Linked DNA regions of Sus scrofa: region 2 is linked to region 1. Evidence: chromatin contacts called from public HiChIP or PLAC-seq data. All regions are on one chromosome and are shown on one strand. The core of a region is the stretch at or near the end of the contact, and the rest is flanking DNA. Distances in the headings are between cores, read along the strand shown.

What was found. HiChIP or PLAC-seq counts read pairs in DNA pulled down with a chosen protein or histone mark.
Region 2: an H3K27ac HiChIP or PLAC-seq map of alveolar macrophages shows a contact between it and region 1. The contact joins two enhancer-like sites. A contact is called at or near these places in 1 of 5 promoter capture datasets (skeletal muscle), 15 of 47 Hi-C or Micro-C datasets (blood, embryonic fibroblasts, fetal liver and 9 more) and 2 of 2 datasets of contacts at active chromatin or transcription factors (alveolar macrophages and skeletal muscle).

The regions. Positions count from the first base shown.
Region 1 is chr2:73,922,669-73,928,225 of Sscrofa11.1, reverse strand. All of the region lies in intron 2 of UHRF1 (E3 ubiquitin-protein ligase UHRF1), which reads left to right. Among named protein-coding and RNA genes, the nearest start is that of ARRDC5, 10 kb to the left of the region's middle. Within about 2 kb of position 3,360, at least 34 of the 83 cell types and tissues checked have an H3K27ac peak or open chromatin away from gene starts, as enhancers often do. A contact at or near this core is called in alveolar macrophages, liver and retroperitoneal adipose tissue, where this site is marked.
Region 2 is chr2:73,996,776-74,002,332 of Sscrofa11.1, reverse strand. No RefSeq gene overlaps it. Among named protein-coding and RNA genes, the nearest start is that of TICAM1, 5.0 kb to the left of the region's middle. Within about 2 kb of position 3,177, at least 16 of the 83 cell types and tissues checked have an H3K27ac peak or open chromatin away from gene starts, as enhancers often do. A contact at or near this core is called in alveolar macrophages, liver and retroperitoneal adipose tissue, where this site is marked.

The DNA of each region.
Region 1 (5,557 bases), core at 2,111-4,610:
CTGTCTCTCTGCTTTGGTAACCTAATACCTGATCCATACAGAAGACTTTGTGATGTTCGTGTGAGCTGTAAACTGTGCTTATAACAGCAGCGCCTAAATGTGTTACACACGGGCCTCGTGCCTTTATCTTCAGAATGTCAGCAATGACAGCGCTCAACTCTGCCTTATCGTGGTGCATCTTTGGAAGTTCTCAGAAGGTTCCGTGTTCCCACGTAACTTCTAACTGCTGCTCCTTCCCTTCTCTGCGCCCAGTCCCCACTCAGCCAGCCTGTGCCCTGTGCGGAGCTCTTGGTAGCTCTTCATAGCTCTTTCTGCCTTCCTCCCTTCCGGGTAAGGAAGCCAGGCCTTCATGTGATGCAATTTCCCCAGGGTTGCATGACCAGGAAGTGGCCCGACCTCTGGGAGGTGTGCACAGGGCCAGGAGGGTGGGGGACAAAGGCACACAGCGGCACCTCGAAGCAAGTCAGGTCTGCATACAGACTGGGCTAATCGTGACAGAAAGCCGTGCAGTTTCCAGCGAGTGCACAGGAGCTGTTTTTACAGAATGTTCTAGAGAGTGTTCGCAATCCTGTCCCCCTTTTTTTAAGGAAACAGGGCATCACAGTCCAAGGTCTGTGGTGAGGCTGACTGGCGATAAAGCAGAAGAGAGTTGCATCTTCAGGATATGGGAGGGTTTCGAGGCTGGCTTGTGGAGGCTGAATAGGTTGGCGGTTATGTCGCTTGATGGCCGGAAATGCAGGGAGCCCAATGGGGGAAGGGACTCTGGGCGGCTGGCCCAGGCTGGGCAAGGGCGAGAGGCATCTGGTGCCTTCTTTTTGGGTGCTGGTAAAAATAACAATAGCTGTCACTTGTGGTGCCTCTGAATGTGTTCAGGTACCATGCTGGGCTTTACATAATGTTCCCAAGGGCCCTGGCCAGGGACGCTGTCCCTGCTTTGCCGTCAGACAGAGGTCATTGTGGACCCACTGTGTACACACTTTGAGAATTCAGGGAGGCCTCCCGCCTGGCTAATGGAGAGGGTGCAGTACCTCAGTGAGCGCAGAGCCTCCCCCAGCGAGCTCATCCTCTGCGGGGGGCCTTGGGTGCTGTGGGGTGTGGAGCTGCCTCCCTGGTCCCACCCACTCGATGCCACTCCAGTCGAAACCACCACAGAGTCCCCCGACTTTGCCAGGTGCCCCCAGGGGCCAAATTGTTCCCAGTCGAGAACTAATTATTTGGTAGGTAATTGCCTTTACGAAGATGGTCTGGAAGATCAGTAGAAGTGGCATCCAGGGTCCCTCATGTCACAGTGCCCTGCCAGATGTCCCTGCCCCATGGGCCTTTTCTGAATGTCTGCTTGATTTTCCCAAAGGACAGTGTCAGATGGCATATAGGACAGACAGGCTGAGACCCGTCCTTCAGGCTGTGTGAAGGAGGTTCCTTTCCTTCCTTCTCCCCTGGAGGGCTGGAAGCACACCCTTTAGGACAAGGACTAGCAAACCCTTTCTGTTAAGGAGCCTGAGGTGACCAGCGGTGGGCTGTGGGGTCTCTCCGCTTACTTCTGCCCTGGAAAGCCCAGGCATGTCCTGACAGTGAGTCTTAGTAAAATTCATTTGCAAGGAAGTTCCCTTCGTGGCTCAGTGGTTAACGAACCTGACTAGGATCCATGGGGTTGCGGGTTTGATCCCTGGCCTCTCTCAGTGGGCTAAGGATCCAGTGTTGCCGTGAGCTGTGGTGTAGGTCGCAGATGTGACGTTGCTGTGGCTTCAGTGTAGGCTGGAAGCTGTAGCTCCAATTCAACCCCTAGCCTGGGAACCTCCATATGCCGTGGGTGCAGCCCTAAAAAGAAAAAAAAAAATTATTTGCCAAAGGGGAGGCCAGAAGTGTCCTGCTGGCTGGAGTGTGATAGTTACACCCAAGCCTCATCCTGGGTGGCAGGTCTGGGTCGTCCCTTCAGGTTAGTCTGGCTGCCCTGGGATGCACCGGACCGTGTCCCCAGGCCCTGGTATTGCGGGTGTCCCCAGGGCACGGGTGCTCACACTGTTCTCGGACCCCTTTCCACTCTCCAAAGTGAAGGGGGATGCCAAAGAGCATTTGTGCCCGTGGATCATGTCTTATTTTTGTTGTGGTAGCAATTGGAAGCCTAGAAAAGTTGACAGCTCGAGAAAACATGCATGTACATTTCCTGAGGGGCAGGCTCTTTACCCCGCCAGACTGTGATAGTCTGAAAAGGGCCAGTGGCATCACGATGTCACCACACAGTAGCCTGAGCCTCACAGACCCTCCCCAAATGCCCCTCCAGCTGTGGCCCAGTGGGGTCAAAGGGCAAAATTCACTTGTTGGGACCAATCCTATCTGTTGGGGAGGGGACATGAAGAGAGAGTCGTGCCTGTGCTTGAGATGCTGTGCGCTATGCTTGCCCCTCTGTCCCTCCACCAGGGCTGGGTCCTGCTTGGTGTCTTTTCTTCCCTCTCCTCTCATCTGTCTGGCCTGCACCTCAAGTTGCTGTGGTGGCCTTGACAGGAAGGCAGGGGCTGGGGCTGCACCCTCAGTGTCTCACTTGCTTACTGTTCAGGCTCTCACAGATGCCCTGCCCTCCTCGGGGCCCTGCTATCTGCCTTACAGCCCCTCCACCTTTCCCCAAAAATTACTGCCTCTAAGCCACCCGGAGACCCACTCCCAACCCAGCCCGGTGGCATTTCTTTCCTTTTGTCTTTGGGCAGCACTCAGCACCTGAAAAGTCACCCCCCTCCCCCAGTTTCCCTGAGGGGACAGAAAGTGGGCAGGGACTGTTGGCTGGAGAGCTTTGATTCCAAGCTTCCAAAGGGAAAGGGCACTTGTCACACGGTCTGTGTGTTTATTTCACTTCACACACCCGCATGGCCCAGAATGCCAAGTGTCCAGGAAGCGCAGTCGGATGAGAGGAGGTGTGATCTAAATGCCGCGGGCGGTTTTGCCTTTACACCTGAAGCTGCCCTGCAGGATCCTCGGCCCCAAACCCTGGGTGCGGGTTTGACTACAGGCAGTTTAAGGGATATTCCCTGGGAATTTTGGTTATACAGGATTTTAACTGTGAGGTTTAATTTTAACAAAAGAGCCTCTAAGTAAGGTGCAGCTCGCCTGTCACTCACTATATCTAGCTTTTTTAGGCACCAGTTGGAATTTTCAGATCTTAGAAGGAATGCGGCCATGGCCTGTCCCCTCGCTGGACCCAGCCCTCTGCCCTTCACTTCCTGGCAGTCTGTGCCCAGCTTTGGGCAAGCAGGGTCAAGACAGGGGCACCCGGGACACCCACCCTCTCGCTGTAGTAAGTGGTTGTGCAAGCTCCTTCCTGCCCTCTGTGGGGCCCTTCTAGAACGTTCCACAAGTGGCCTCAGGAAGCAGTCAGACCAGCTTATGCATTCCGTCCTGGAGGTGGAGCCCCAGGCCAGCCTGGCTCAGCATGCTCACCCCCTCCTGTGCCCAGCTGGCTCTGCCTGCACCTCTGTCCAGTGTGCCCAGAAGGGAAGCCCGGCTTCCCAGCCCCGCACAGACGTGAGGGGCTCATTCAGGCACAGCCTCTTGGGTAGAAAATGCCAGGAGGAAGGAGCTGAGTGGGTGCACTGCCTGGCTCCATCAGGATTCTTCCTATTGCCTTCAGACACAGCCCTCAGCCCATTCCTTTCCTGCAGCCTACACACACACCCTCCCCACAAGCTGCTGTTTTGGTGCATTCTGCTCCCTCCCTTATCTCTGACGCTCAGCAACACCCTCCCCCAGCACTCTTTGTATAACAGAAGTCCCACCATGTGCTCCCTGGCCACCCCTCCCGCTGCCTCCCCCTGTCCCCTCTCCCCTCCACTTGGTTTATTTCCCATCCTCTGAAGTCGTTCCGCTTCCCTTGCCATGTGTGGGAGACACATCTACATTTCTGCCTTTAACTGTCACGCACAGTGGTGTGATATGTCTTGGCAGAGACACACAGTCTTGCTTGTGAATGATGTGTCTGTGAGCCTACTGTGAGCGCAGGGGTCCCTGTACTTCGGGTACTCTCCAGAGGGTCCCTGGGGATGATTTGGACGTACTGGAGATACTGGGCAGTGTCTGAGAACATCTGTGGTTGTCATGACTGGGGTTGGGGGGGGCGTGGGCAGGACCCTGCAGTGTGCGGGCTGGCCTCCTACAGAGAAAGACTGCCCAGATGTTTGCAGGGCTGAGGGGTGTCTGCCTAACCGTGGGGATGCTGGGTACCAGGTGCTGGTGTCTTGCTTATCCTTTTTAATGACATTTGGCTTGCCCTCCGCTGGTTTCTTTGTCATCGTGCTGCTGGGAACACGTGTCTTTCTCCACTTTTTTTTTTTTTATTAATTATTTTTTAGAGCAGTTGTAGGTTCACAGCAAAACTAAGAGGAAGGTACAGAGAGAGATTTCACATGTACCCCCTGTCCCCCATCGGTACCCCCTCCCCACCCCCGCACACCTGTCTCTCACCACGTGGTGGATTTGGTACAAGTGATAAACTTGCACTGACATTAACACCCAGAGTCCATATGTATAGTGACACGTGTCCCCTTTATAGTAGCCCGCAGAATAGTGTCACTGCCCTAAAAGTCCTCTGTGATCCACCTCTTCATCCCTCCCTCCCTCTAATCCCTGAATGGCAACTACTGATCCTTTTCTATTGGCTTCTTTAAAACAAAAACAAAAAAAACCTTCATTGAGATATAATGCACATACCATGCAATCAGCCCATTTAAAGTCTGCAGTTCACTGGTTTTCGGGTATGTTGATGGAGATTTGCAACCATCACCACAGTCAACTTGGGGACATTTTCATCACCTCCAAAGGAAACCCTGCACCTTTTTTCAGTCATTTCCCTTCCCCCATCCCCTCCCCAGCCCGTGGCTACCACGAATCCACTTTCTGTCTCTGTGGCTATGGCTCCCTCGGGACCTTCTGTATTGGAATCACACAGTGTTCTTCTGTGCCTGCTTCTCTCACTGAGCGTCGTGTTATCAAGGTCCATCCACACAGTAGCGAGTGTTGGTGCTTCTCTCCTTTTTAAGGATGAGTAACGTCCAGCGTGAGGATGACGACACCGTGTTGATCCATTCATCCATCAGTGGACCCTGAGTTGCTCCACCCTTGGGCTCCTGTGCTCATGCCACTGTGACCACGTGGGTCACCTCTCCCTGGTCCCCTGTGGGCCCTGGCAGTGCTGGGGAAATTGGGGCTATTGCTGGGCTCTGGGTGAACCGGTGGCGTGGGTCAGACCTCCAGGGTGGGTTTCGGAGGGCCCTTGTGGCCCCTGCAGCTACAGACCACTGTTGATGTCTTCAGATGTGTGTTTCTCAGGGAGAGAGGCGGTCAGCCCTCAGATTCTCAGGTTTGCAATGAATAAAGGTTAACACTGTGCCCTGGGGCTAGCCTTCATTGTGACCCCAGGTGCTGTTTGCATGTTAATGGCAGTTAGCCCTTTGAATCATCAGCTTTGGGTTAAAAATTGGGAGGGAGGGAAAGTTGATATTTGGTGTATTTTTCTTCCTTCCTTTAGGGCAGTGCTTCTGAACCCGGTGGTTCTGCCCGCAGGGGACACTGG
Region 2 (5,557 bases), core at 1,928-4,427, 74 kb before region 1:
CAGTTGTTCTTCCATTATGTTCTATCCCAAGAGACTGGATAAGCTATACTCTTAAAAATGATTAAAAAGTAAGTTTTATGTCAAGAATATTTTACCACAACAAAACATTGTTTTCAAACCCTTGGCGAGGCAATCATTTCAAAAAGACTCTTGAGAGTTCCCGTTGTGTCGCAGTGGTTAACAATCTGACTAGGAGAATTCCTGTCGTGGTGCAGTGGTTAACGAATCCGACTAGGAACCATGAAGTTGTGGGTTCAATCCCTGGCCTTGCTCAGTGGGTTAAGGATCTGGCATTGCTGTGGCTCTGGTGTAGGCCGGCAGCTATAGCTCTGATTAGACCTCTAGCCTGAGAACCTCCATAAGCCGAGGGAGCGGCCCAAGAAATGGCAAAAAGACAAAAGACAAAACAAAACAAAACAAAAACAAAAACAAAAAAACAATCCGACTAGGAACCATGAGGTTGCAGGTTCAATCCCTGGCCTTGCTCAGTGGGTTAAGGATCCGGCATTGCCCTGAGCTGTGGTGTAGTTCACAGATGCGGCTCGGATCTGGCGTTGCTGTGGCTCTGGCGTAGGACAGTGGCTACAGCTCCAATTAGACCCCTAGCCTGGGAACCTCCATGTGCCTTGGGTGCGGCCCTAGAAAAGGCAAAAAGACCAAAAAAAAAAAAAAGACTTGAAATAGCACTATACCAAAACAAACATAGCTTAGGGTTCTTTCTCTGTGTGTCTCACCAAATAAGCTAACAAGGGCTATTAATCACAGCGATTTCTCATCCCCTCAGTTCAGAATTGAGAAAATGGGAACTATAGGTCAGAGCCAGAGAAAACAAAGATAGGAGGGTTTTTTCCCCATCCGTTCATTGGACACCCTGAATTTTATCACTGGGTGCCTGGATTCCAGTTCAAAGTTCAAAGTTTCTTGGGAGGAAAATGCAAATAGAAGTTATCTGGATGCAAAATGCTCCCGCCCTCCCCAGCCCTACCACAGGGCCTCACTTAGTGCCTGTCTCCTGCAAGGGAGAGACTTTATTGAATGCTTACTGTATGCCAGGCAGGCATGGCTAGGTTCTGGGGATGTATCGGGGTTGGGGTAGGGGAGAGAAAGAAGTGGTGATGCCTTTGGAGCTGGAGAGGGAGAGGGCTTTAAACCCACCTTCCCATGCCTCTCCCCTCATCACCAATTTTGGAATGTCCATTACATGCGTGTCCCCATGCCAAACACATCTTGGTGGCCCTCTGATCCTTGTCTTTTTTATAGCTGCTCCCATGGCATGTGCAAGTTCCCAGGCCAGGGATCAACCCCGAGTCACAGCAGTGACTATGCTGGATCCTTAACCCACTGAGCCACCAGGGAACTCCCTGATCCATATCTTAAAACAACCCTTCCAGGTAAGTTTGAACATGCCTGTTTTATAGGTGAGAACACTGAGGCTCAGAGAAGGTATGAGGGCTGGAGCATCCTGGCTTCCAGGGGAAACCAGGGGCTACAGATGGATACATTTGACCACCTGCAGACAGGTGTAGTTGTGCATCTCCCTTCTTCAATTAAAGAAATAAAAGTTCCAGTTGAGGTCCACATTCCTGTCCAATTTCTCTCCTTCCTGCTCTCACTTGGGAGCCCATTCACTCTCTTTTCTGCTTTTCACACATGGATACATTTCCCTGAAAGTCGTCTTTCGTATTCTTTGGTCTGGCTTTGCTTTTTATGCAGACTGGCCAGAAGTCAGCAAATTTTTTTTCTGCAAAGGACCGGAGAGTAAATATTGCTGATCTTATGGGCCGTAGTATCTTTATTACAATCACCTGACACTGCCTTTATAGTCCCAAAGCAGCCACAGGTGATGTCAATAAATGGGCGTGGCACTGTCCATAAAACTGTTTTTATCAGTGTCTTTTTTTTTTTTTTTTTTTTTGTCTTTTTGTCTTTTCTAGGGCTGCACCCTTGGCATATGGAGGTTCCCAGCCTAGGGGTCTAATCGGAGCTGTAGCTGCCAGCCTACACCACAGCCACAGCAATGCCAGATCCTTAACCCACTGAGCAAGGCCAGGGATTGAACCCACAACCTCATGGTTCCTAGTCGGATTCGTTAACCACTGAGCCATGACGGGAACTCCTCAATTTACAAAACCAAGTGGCAGGCTAGACAGTGGCCACAGTTTGCTGACCCCAGACAGATAGTTTCTTTCTTTTTTTTTTTTTTTGTCTTTTTGTCTTTTTGTTGTTGTTGTTGCTATTTCTTGGGCCGCTCCCTCGGCGTATGGAGGTTCCCAGGCTAGGGGTTGAATCGGAGCTGTAGCCACCGGCCTACGCCAGAGCCACAGCAACGCAGGATCCGAGCCGCGTCTGCAACCTACACCACAGCTCACGGCAACGCCGGATCGTTAACCCACTGAGCAAGGCCAGGGATCGAACCCACAACCTCATGGTTCCTAGTCGGATTCGTTAACCACTGCGCCACGACGGGAACTCCCACAGATAGTTTCTATATTTAGCTTTATTCTGTTGACGATGTCTCCAATATTTTTCCAAGCCAATAAATATAGCCTAACCTTGCTCTTTGGCTTGTTTGGTGGCCGTGCCTGAGGCATGCAGAAGTTCCTGGGCCAGGAATCAAATCCGAGTTGTAGCGGTCATAGAGCCACAACAGTGACAACCTAGATCTTTAACCACTGGGCCACCAGGGAACCCCCAACCTTGTTCCTTTTTAAGTGTGTTATGGTCTCACTAAGCGTGGCTGTATTACAGTTGCTGAGTCCACTATCACTGGGTACACTGGTTGCTGCCACTCTTCCCCCCAAGCAGGCATCGACACATTCTAGGGAGGTGGTTATGAACACAGTTCGGGGGAAGGGAGAGCCTCAGTGCTGGGTTCAGATCCTTTCCTTACTCTGACACTTATCAGCCATGAGGTGGGATGACAAGTGAGCCGGCTGAGGCGGGCCTCAATTTCCCTCCCTTGTAATCTGCTTCTTGGGCTTGATAAAAGGATTCAGTGACTTGGTTGACAGCATTTCTCAAGGGTGGCTTCGGAGAAAGGGAACTTCTGGGACTTCTCAGACGTGGAGAAGACACATTCTCACTCTTACTAAACACTGACGGATTGCTGTCCAAAATAGTGTGGCTATTTTCACTCCCATCCCCCGGCTGGAAGTGAACAAAAAGGCCCATTTCCTCCCTCATTGACCGCGTGTTACTTTCTCTTTCTTGATTTACGCTGAAGTGTCATTCATGGGCACCAAAGTCTACTAAAGCTTCACTGGACAGCTCAGTGGGTTTTTGCATATGGACACACTCCCTGTAGCCATCTCGATGTATAGAGGTCATTTCCAGCCCCCAGATTCCCCGAGGGTCCCTTCTCTGTCCCTACCCACCAGGCAACCTCTCTTCTGGTTTCTGTCCTCATAGTTTCATTTTGATTTGGAAACGTCATCAAAAGAGAATCAGTGTGTGGAGTTCCCTGGTGGCCTAGTGGTTAAGGATGCTGTGTTGTCACTGCCACGGCTCTGGTTTGATCCCTGACACAACCGGAAAAAAAAAGTAAGCTGGTGGAGAGTTCCTTGATGGTCTAGTGTTTTCACTGCTGTGGCCTGGATTCCATCCCTAGTCTGGGAACTGAAATCCCACATCAAGCTGCTGCATGCTGGGGCTCAAAAAGAATAAGAAATACACAAAATGTGTTCTTAGCTCATGAGCCATGCCAACAAACAAAAAGTCCTTGGATGGTATTTGGCCCTCAGGCCATGGTTTGCAGACTTTAAGTCTAAATCACAGTGCCTGATACACAGCAAATACTCATTACTAAGTGTCCAGAGGCAGGTTTTCTGTAGCATCTAGCTTTTTTTCCCACACCAGCAGCCTGCAGAAGTTCCTAAGCCGTGGACCGAACCTGCACCACAGCAGTGACCCAAGCCACAGCAGTGACAACGCTGGATCCTTAAATGCTATGCCAGCAGGGAACTCCTGTGGCATCTCATTTTGAATTTGTAACTGCACCTTCTTTTTCTTACCATTTCCTTCAAATGTTTAATCTTCTTTTTTGAGATGTAATTGACATACAACATAGTGTTCATTTTAAGTGTACAACATAATAACTTGATATATGTATATATTGTGAAATGATCACAGTAAGTCTAGTTAGCATCCATCACCTCTCATAGCCACAGATTTTTTGTTTCTTGTGATGGGAACTTTTAAGACTGAAATTGGTACAACATTGTAAATCAACTATACTCTAATAAAAAAGAAATTTTTTTTGGAGTTCCCCTCGTGGCCTGGTGGTTAACGAATCCAACTAGGAAACATAAGGTTGCGGGTTCGATCCCTGGCCTCGCTCAGTGGGTTAAGGATCTGGTGTTGCCATGAGCTGTGGTGTAAGTTGCAGATGAGGCTCAGATCCGGCGTTGCTGTGGCTCTGGCGTAGGCTGGCAGCTACAGCTCTGATTAGACCCCTAGCCTGGGAACCTCCATATGCCACAAGTGGGGTCCTGGGGGAAAAAAATCTTTTTATGTCTTTTTAGGGCCGTACCTGTGGCATATGGAAGTTCCCAGGCTATGGTCAAAGCAGAGATGTAGTTGCTGGCCTATGACATAGCCACTGCAACGCCAGATCCTAGCCACGTCTGCGACCTACACCACAGTTCACGGCGACACCAGATCCTTAACTCACTGAGCGAGGCCAGGGATCAAACCTGCAACCTCATAGATGTTAGATTCATTTCTGCTGAGCCACGACTGGAACTCACCAATAAAATTATTTTTAAAAAAAGAACTTTTAAGACCAACTCCCTTAGCAACTTTCAAATATGCAATGCAGTGTTGTTAACTGTAGTTACCATGCTTGTACATTACAATCCCAGACTCATTCACTTTATATAACGAAGTTTGTAGTTTTTGACCCCCGCCACTCATTTTCCCCATCCCCACCCTAAATGTTTCATCTTCAGATCCAACAAAAGTGGATACATCCAATTATTTTAACCATCTACTGTGTATATGTTCACCACACACTAGGCATTAAGAACACTAAAAACAGGAGTTCCCATCATGGCTCAGCGAAAACGAATCTGACTAGTATCCATGAGGACGCAGGTTCAACCCCTGGCCTTGCTCAGTGGGTTAAGGATCTGGCGTTGCCATGAGCTATGCTGTAGATCACAGACGTGGCTCGGATCTGGTGTTGCTGTGGCTGTGGTCTATGATGGTGGCTACGGCTCCGATTGGACCCCTGGCCTGGGAACCTCCATATGTCGCGGGTGTGCCCCCTCCCAAAAAAGAAAGAAACGGTGCCATTTGGAACAACATGGATGGACCTAGAGATGATCATACTAAGTAAGTCAGAGAAAGACACATATACGATATCGCTTATATGTGGAATCTAAAAAACAACACCTATAAAATATCCACAAAACAAAAGCAGACTTGCACACATAGAGAATAGACTTGTGGTTGCCAAGGGGGAGAGAGGGTTGGGGAGAGAAGGATTGGAAGTTTGGGATTAGCAGATGCAAACTATTACATATAGGGAGGGTAAACAACCAGGTCCTACTGTAATGCA